Regions from separate parts of the Zea mays genome. Here all the other regions are linked to region 3. The links are chromatin contacts, called in public Hi-C maps. All regions are on one chromosome and are shown on one strand. The core of a region is the stretch at or near the end of the contact, and the rest is flanking DNA. Distances in the headings are between cores, read along the strand shown. Region 1 holds the start of LOC103638745 (probable E3 ubiquitin ligase SUD1). Region 2 holds the start of LOC100280708 (calcium-binding protein). Region 3 has its middle 41 kb from the start of LOC118473372.

What was found. A called contact is a pair of places that touch in the nucleus more often than the background predicts.
Region 1: a contact with region 3 is called in a Hi-C map of ear, with 2.6 times the contacts expected there. The contact joins the promoter of LOC103638745 here to the enhancer-like site in region 3. A contact is called at or near these places in 6 of 25 Hi-C or Micro-C datasets (bundle sheath, ear, leaf and 2 more) and 1 of 3 datasets of contacts at active chromatin or transcription factors (leaf).
Region 2: a Hi-C map of tassel shows a contact between it and region 3, with 3 times the contacts expected there. The contact joins the promoter of LOC100280708 here to the enhancer-like site in region 3. A contact is called at or near these places in 6 of 25 Hi-C or Micro-C datasets (bundle sheath, ear, leaf and 1 more).

What each region holds. Positions count from the first base shown.
Region 1 is chr9:101,300,816-101,303,743 of Zm-B73-REFERENCE-NAM-5.0, reverse strand. It overlaps LOC103638745 (probable E3 ubiquitin ligase SUD1), which reads right to left and starts at 1,570. Exons shown (of 9, transcript XM_008661571.3): 1 at 1,053-1,570; 2 at 1-334. The coding sequence starts at 1,289.
Region 2 is chr9:101,380,117-101,382,984 of Zm-B73-REFERENCE-NAM-5.0, reverse strand. It overlaps LOC100280708 (calcium-binding protein), which reads right to left and starts at 1,531. Exons shown (of 7, transcript NM_001153627.2): 1 at 1,361-1,531; 2 at 1,167-1,271. The coding sequence starts at 1,394.
Region 3 is chr9:100,873,740-100,876,542 of Zm-B73-REFERENCE-NAM-5.0, reverse strand. No RefSeq gene overlaps it. Among protein-coding and RNA genes, the nearest start is that of LOC118473372, 41 kb to the right of the region's middle. Within about 2 kb of position 1,317, at least 13 of the 20 cell types and tissues checked have an H3K27ac peak or open chromatin away from gene starts, as enhancers often do. A contact at or near this core is called in ear and tassel, where this site is marked.

The DNA of each region.
Region 1 (2,928 bases), core at 321-2,820, 430 kb before region 3:
CCCGTAATGAGGTGGCTCCAAGAAATATAAGGACAATGATAGCTGAGAGAAGGAACCCATGAAGGCAATCGCTAAGAATCAACTGAGCACTGATGTGACTGAGGAACAGCCTTTGCGCTTCACCAATACTTCTCACCAATGTTAACCGCCAAATCCAATAGGTAATGAATGGGATAATCATGAGCCAAACTGAGAGAACAAAGGCAAGCCGAAGGATGAATTGAAACACATGGCATGCTTTCATTCCAACACCAACAATCAGTTCCTGGAAAGGGAGTCTTGTCGGAGCATTATCAGCGTACACGGGTGAGAAGGAGAATGCATGTTTACAGACCTGCAGTGCACAGATGCATAAATCAGAAATTATCTAGAGAAAATGGAGTTATGACAAACAAGACACACATCATCATCATGAGTATGTTTTTTTCCTTGGCGATACAAGCCATTACTACCCAGCCGTACAGCTGTGCTTGGAACCCCCAACTAACACTTGTTCGCTCATTTTCTCTAGATTAGCAAAATGCATTATTCAAGAGGAGGTTTGTTCTAACGATTCCAATCCTATAGAATTCCTCCATTTTTCCTTGTTACAAAGGGGACCTAAGAGAACATAAGGCAACTGAAACTGCAAATCAATCATCAATATCAAGCCAATAGTCTCACTGCTAAGAAGCACAAGATGAGTCTTGCTGCAGGTTAACAGAATTACTATGCCTCTGAAAATACTCTGAAACCACAAGAGCATCGGAGTATTATGAAAATTCATTTGCTAGCTGAATAATCATCAAAACTATGCAATTGCCTGATTCCGAACCTCAATCCCCTAATTCTAGCAACTGAAAAGGCAAGAATAATAGCCTTATCCATTTATCAATGCCTATTAACATAGTTTTGACCCAATCTACACGCCATATCAAAGAAACAGCACCCATATCACCAGCTCAACATTAAATCGATCGATTCCACCACGCAATCGAACTAATCAATCCCTAAAGCAACGACCCAGCGGCGTCCCCGTCGCTGAGTGAGGGCAGGGGCGGCGGCGATATTACCTCGCACTGGCGCGAGTTGCTATGGTCGAGCCACTGGAGGAGGCAGTCCTGGTGCACGAATTTGATGCTTCCGCTGCAGGCGCACGGGTAGCGCAGCGGGTGGTCCTCGTCGCCGCGGTTGCGGCAGATCCGGCACACGTCCCCCTCCTCTTCCTCCTCGTCGTCCTCCTCCCCGTGCGGCGGCCGCGGCTCCTCCGGCAGCTCGCCCGCGACGGACCGTTCGGCCATCTCCGCCATGGCTGCCTCGATGGGGGCGGCGGCGAGGTTAGCCGCGATCGATCGATCGCCCGGGGGGAACGCGGATATAGGCGGTGGTGGGAAGTTGCAGCGAAAACAGGATGAAAAAACGTGGGTTTTTTAGTAGCCTCCTTAATGACGCACCGGTGACGAGGCGCTGGCGGTCGGCTTAACGGGTCCCGATAGGATGGATCCGGTGGTGGGTCCGTGGGTGTGGCCGTGTCGGTTTGGAGATCCGACCTCCGGAGTGTTCTATTTATGATTTATCAAGCTCGACATACTAGAATCTACGCTACGCCTCCTTTTTTTAAGAAAAAAATGGTGGTAAAGTGCTACTTTTGATATTTTTTCCTGTGATTGAAAGCCTATATCGGGATGAAAATGGTCATTAAACATTATTATAACCAGTAGACTTGCACGTACCATATGTGTATAACAGGTTTATTCGAAGAATAAATCTTTTGGGTCAAGCACGGTTGGTTTTTTTATCTTTTGTTATGGATAATGTCTAGTATGTTTTTGTTTACCTTTTGTATATCACACCTTTATTAGTTAAATAAGATATTGCTCTTCTTTGGAGCAACTTAAATAAAGTCGTAAACCAGCCTGAAACCAATATTAGAAGAGGAATCATTTTTTTCTCCAACAGCTCTCTCTTTTCTTTCCCCGAAAATCTTAGTGGCCCACATCCAGCTCCTCTTCTCCCATTTAAGACTGTTTGGTTGGCTTCTCTACGTAGCCTGGCTGCATGAGTCAGGCCGACGGGAGCCTGGCTCCATAAATGCAACCAATTTGCTCGTGCCTGCAGAGCCTGGCTTAGGATGATTTGAGTATCAGGGTGCTTTGAGTATCGTGCGAGCCTGGCTCTACATCTGCATGCAGGTAACCAAACACACACCTCGCACGTATAGAGCCTGATTGACAATAACCAAACACCAGCTCATTGCATCCCGCGATGCAAGCACCAGCAAATACAGGCAACCAAACACACGGTTATTTTCTGGTGAGTGATTCCTCTCTAAACTGGGCGTCCGCGCAACTGAGTTGTCTCCCGCGTTTTTTTTTCATGAGCGTGGTTTTGGTGGAGGAGGGAAGCGACGATGGTGGCAGGAGAGCCATCAGTGGCGTTGGAGGAGGCATGGCGGTGGCTAAGATGCATCCAGCAAGATTTGTCGTACAAATTTGTTGAGCCTAATCACATTGGAACTGGCCGACCTTGTGGGAGGTGGTATCCATTGATGGCATGATCTCGCATAGGCGGCAATGAAGCTCAAAACTGCGATGGTGGAGGCCCCTTGCGAGGTACTTTCCAAGTTGTAAAACCTCCCCATCCCATGTCAGACGGTGTCGGAGTTTAGTCCGACCTAGTTGCATCCTCCTTCTTCGAAGATAGCGGCAACCTCCCTTCTTCGTTCAACCTTCAACAAACGGTATGAAAATTGAAATGTACGTTCAAGAAAATTACATATGGTCGGCTCCTTTTCATTGCATTTCTAATAAACTTAATAATATATTTTCTAAACACAATTCTTTTCCTGCTACAATTGTTGAGGTTCTATCAGGTTGTCCTTTCACTGTGCTATAGAATACCTATTGGGATAGATAGTTGAATCTCATATTTGTTTGTTTTTGTTATGTT
Region 2 (2,868 bases), core at 282-2,781, 510 kb before region 3:
ACAAGAGAGAGAAAAAAACAAGCTCTTTTAGTGCCCAAAGTAAGTGCTTTTCGTTGCAGTGGGGTATGTTCATGTTTTCACAGTAGTTGTCAGCCATTAATGAATTAACACAAATAAATTGGTGTGAGTGGTACTTGTTCCAACATAATTTTTTAGTCCTAAATGATGGAAAGTTAAGCATAATATGCTGATTGGGAGGAACCAAGATTCCGCTAGGGCCATCTAGACTTTCGACAGCATACATAAAGTAGGCATAAATACATTATCGAAGTTAGGAAGAATCAGCCCAACTTAGGCTGGTGGTGTCCATATCTAAGCTGTGTACCATTGGTGGTATTTGTTCATTATCTATGGGCCAAAGCACATTAGCTGTGAATGCTCCCATTAGTTGCAGCAGGGGTATGTTCATGTTTTGACGGTAGTTGTCAGCCATTGATGAATTAACACAAATAAATTGGTGTGGGTGGTACTTGTTCCAACATAATTTAGTCCTAAATGATCAAAAGTCAAGCATAATACGATGATTGAAAGGTACCAATATTCCGCTAGGGGCATCTAGAGATTCGACATCATACATAAACTAAGCATAAAGACATTACGCGAAGTTAGAAAGAACCAGCCCAGCTGGTCGGCTGGCAGTTTCCATATCTAAGTGGTGTTCCATCGATGGCATTCGTTCATTACCTATGGGCAAAGCAGATTCGCTGTGAATTTTCCCATTAGTTGTTGTTTTCCTTTGCCATCTCTTCTGTGGCCGTTTGTTTGGTTGTCTTTGTAGTTATTAATGTTTTTCTAGCTTTTGTTGCCTGGTTTCTTTCTTTTTCTTACCGAGTCTTACAGAGTGGGCAACAAGGCAGGAAGCAGCAATCCCACATCAAGTTCACCTACCCACCTCATAGCACGTCGTTAATACCGAGAGTTTGCACAATGGCAGCCAAACCTAGTGAAACTTGAACGAGTATATTATGTTTTAATAGCTCAATCAACATCATATGCAGGCGAATTCCCTGTGCAGGGTGTGAATTGGGGTTGGTGGGTATGCGAAATTGTCTGACGCCGGTACGACGTCCACATAACAAAAAAATGAAAACAATTGAAGCAGTGCACGTTTAGTGCAGCGAAGACTCGGCCGGGGCGGCCGAGGAAGGAAGAGGGGGGTTACGAACCGGTGCAGGTGCGAGTGCGGAGCTTGGTGGTGGCGTACTCGACGACGACGTAGGGGTCCTGGCGGGTGAAGAACTCCGTGTCCCGCAGCTTCCGGCACCCGGTGACTGCAGGCAGGGTTACAGGAGGAGAGATCGATCAGCTACCAGTAGGTACGAGGGAGAAGGATCGGGGAGGAGGGAGGCGGGCAAGGCACCTCTGACTTCGAGTATCAGCCCATGGATTGACATGCGGAAGGGGCCGGAGTGAGGAGGGAGGCGGTCAGGCGGGGGCGGGAGGAGAAGAGGGATCTCGGAAGGAGACCGTGGATGGAGTCGGAGTCGGAGTCGGTCGATGTCTCGATGACGATGGCTCGGGCCCGTAATCTGCCTGGTTGTGGTTGTGGCGTCTTTATATTGAGAGCAGAACTGAGAGAGACCTGCGTGACCAAGTTATTTACGTCGTGGTCTAACATATTTTACGTCTTATTTTATCTTCTAATTCAAATTAAAATAGCATTTTGTTCGGCCATATATCTGGTGGGCTGAAAATAACCTTATATGTAAATATAAGATAGATGCCCTACTATACTATTTATATACTCTCTCCATTTTTTATCTTAAGGTAATGAAGGTTTATACTGAGTCAAAGTTTTAAAACTTTGACCAATAATATCTAAAAAATAATTATTTTAAATTAAAGAAATTATATATTATGCTAGATGTTTTAAAAATAAATGTAACATTTTCATTTTTATTTAGTCAATGTTTATGAATATTTTGTTATTAATAGTCAAAGTTTTAAAATTTTGACTTAGAATAAACTTTTGTGACCTTAAGATATAGAACGAAGGAAGTAGTTCATAAGCAACTTTAAACTCCTCTTATGTCCTTCTTATTTTTATTAGGAATATTTTTTTATTAAAAAGTACCAATAAACAGTTTTACATTAGACCATTAAATATTATCATTATCAATTCTAATCTTTTTCCTTTCGAGGAAACCCTATTCTAAATTTCTTACTAGCCAAAGGTAGAAAGTGATGTTAGATCTCGAGTGTATATGAGATATATAGAAATGTTAGAAGATAGATAAAATATATACACTAACTTTTATTTGGATGGCATTCTAAAATAATAACTTGAGCAACTCCGAGAGACTCTCTATATCCTTTCTAATCTATGTATATAGAGATTTTTTGTATAAAAAATACCTTCCAAAAGCTTATCTAAATGGTTATCAAATATGGTCATCTTCCATTCCGGGTTTCTCGCTAGCTAAATATAGAAAACGTGAATGGTTCTCCAGAATGCAAATAGGATATAAAAATGATGTTAGAAATAGAAAAGATATTTAAAGTGGTTTCAATGCAAATGACTCTTTAAATGATTTTTTTGAAAAAAAATTGATATATTAATTTCAAGTGCATTACAACGAAGTGCATTACAACGAGGTGAAGCAAAGTCTTGAAACAAACATCTCCTGGCCTCTGTTCCATACAGAATATACAGCTCAATTAAATGATATTTTAGATATAATTTAGAGAGTGAAATTTAGAATGAGTCTTGGAGATAGATGCTCAGAGCGGGTGTTTAACAGACTTTTTGAAAGTACTCGGAAATACACTTGAAAGTGTTTGCGTCCACGCCTTGTCGCGTACTAAAAAAACATCGTCTTGACCTGCATCCATACAAAATGTACGCACGTGCGTTTGCATTGTAAAAGA
Region 3 (2,803 bases), core at 68-2,567:
AAGGGAAGTAGCACTACTTGGGATGTCAAAGCGACCAATGAATCGCAGTTACTGTCCACTGACCAAGGCGTGCTGGCCCAAGAAGGCGCAGTTGGGATTGGGATTGGGATGTCCAATTGATCGGGAAGCCAGCCGGCGGTAGGTGCGCCTAACGTTCTCTCCTTCACCTCCACGATGGAAAAGCGACCAAGATGAAAAAGCCATTACAGACCTGACCACAAGCCTTGCTCAAAGTAACCAAGCAGGCTCGTACGCGAAGGGAGAGACGCAGGCGCGCAGCACGTCCATTGCAGGATGTAAAAACGGGAAGCCTGTATTTAATTTTACCCCCGAGAGAGAGAGAGAGAGAGAGATGCAAGGAAGACGGCGGGGCAGGGCAAGGCGAGAGCTTTATTGTGCTGGATCTCTGAGCAGCGCTGTGTCTGGCGTCTGCCCACCGTGAACAGCAGCAGGCTGGTAGGGAATCAAATGCGAGCAAGCTGAGTTGTGAGTATTTCCATAAGCGGCCAATCCGTGTAGGTCCTTGCTCCTCATTTTCTTGCCTCTCGCTCGCTCGCTCGCTCGCTCGCTTCTCTCTCTCTCTCTGTGTGTCCGTCTGTCTGCACTTGACTAGGCTACTGTCTGGCTGTCCGTCCCTGCACCCCGTATTGACTGCTCATCAATCACGCCCCTTTCTTGTTTCAGAGCGAGAGCATGGCCGAAACAGCCACTTCAGTCCCCCCTTCCAGTGTTGCTCCTTTCTTGTTTCTCTTTTTCGAAAGAATGTTTTACCAATGCAAAACTCACAACATATCTGGAACAAAAAAAAAGGGTGCATGGCAATTGGCAGCCCCTTTCAAGACGAGAGACGTACGCGTGTTTAGCATGGGTTGGTTCTGCCCAAGACTAAGTAGTAGTACCCTGTATGGCTGGCTGTATATGGAAAGTTGTTAAGAGTGATGTGATTTTTTTTCTTCTGAATCCTGAGCCTGAGCCATGGGGTGGGGAAGGATTTTTAGTACGCTCTCCGTCCGTCTCCCACCAGATCTTCCGCGCCAATCAGAACCGGAACGTGGAGACGAGAGGACCAGGCTGAGCCGAGGCAACAGTTTGCCAGGGCCGCCGCTTTAATGGCTCCCCTCCCGTCCCCTCTGCCCGCGAGAGGCGCGAATCAAATGCTGCTGCCATGTCCCAACTCCCAAGTGAAGGGAGGGAGGGAGCTGACGAGCTCCCTCCGGCCGGGGAAGTAGCCAACGCAACAGTACGGACCCACCCCCACACAGTACCCACACAATACTTGCCCACGAAACCCAATGTAGCACAGCACAGGTGTGTGTGTGCGCGCGCGCATTCGGAACAAAGTTAAGTTCGGGACTATGCTTGATCTTGACAGCGATGGTAGATAGGTAGGCACCTGTTTCTCAGCAGACGCGCTAAAGGTTTGATCCAAAGTCTCGAGTCAGAAACGTTGTACAACCCCACAGCACAGCACTTGCCGAACCTTGGACAGAGGGAATATTGTAGGCCCCCACCCCTGAAAACAGTCATTACACCGGTTCATTCGGTATACGAAAACATTTTTTTATTTAGACACATCACTAGGATCAACATGAGTTACAAAGCCAGAAGGGCGACCCCCAAAAAAAAACTAGTTGAACCATGGCGGGTTTCTTCCTTTACGAGACATAAAAAATAAACTGAGTTATAGCTACAAGCCAAAAGGAGAAGTGAAAAATACAGGAGAGAAGACTATAACCAAGCTTTGTACTACCTCCGGTTCTAAATATTTGACGGCCAACAGTTCATATTTGAACTAGGAAACGTCATGTATAAAAAAACAGAGGGAGTACCTAAAGTAGCTAGCTATTCATTCAATAGGGGGAGAGAGAGAGAAATTAAACGCGTGCAACTCAGCATGGGTTCTTTTTTTCAGGAACCGGTAATAAACATGACACACAAAGCAAACGAGCTATCGAAAAACTCATACAGACCACCGTCTTGAGGAATTTACAGCCACACATAATGGGAACGATGGTTAGATATTCTGGTACGCAGGCACCTCAGCGAACGAAGTAATCCAAGACGTTGCGCCACCAATATGCTCAGTTAAGCAATTATGAAAAATTCGAAAAATAATTTAAAAAATTTAATTGTACGTACGCACACTAATGTATGAATATTATATTTGTAATTTTTAAAAAAAATGAAACTCAATTTTTGAATGGATTTGTACGTGAACAAAACCAAAATTGAAAAAAAAAGGTATTTGACGCTAGTTGGATTGATATATATATATTTTACGTGTAGACGGATATATAAGGGAATCGTTACGAACAGAGTGAATATAGGGGAGGAAATCTTGTTAACGTGGCTATATAGTACCATATAAGGAGAAAAGTTTAGGAGAAATCGCTGGGGGACAAAGAGATCGATGAAGTTGCCACCAAAACACCGTGTGACTGGCCGGCGCTGCATTGTTGTCCCCTGAACTGAAAAGGAGTCGGCACCAAACGATACGGTTCAGCAACCAAACCATCAGCTTCAGAAAATGGTACGCCGTGCCAGTTGCCGCTCTACCTCTACCCATAGATGCATACTCGTTTTTTTCCACGAAAGGAGACGTATAGCCCATTCCTTGTCATTTTTCTTTCAAACTGCACTGGATCTTTTGGAAGCCGGCATTCCCCGCTTTCCAGGTGCAGTGCAGCAGCAAGCACCCATTTGGAGCGGCTCTTAAGTCTCACGTTGTGTGTTGGACCAACATCTCTCAGCAAAATAGTTTTGAGGCCTGCCGTGCATTTGCACCCACCAGCATGACTGCATG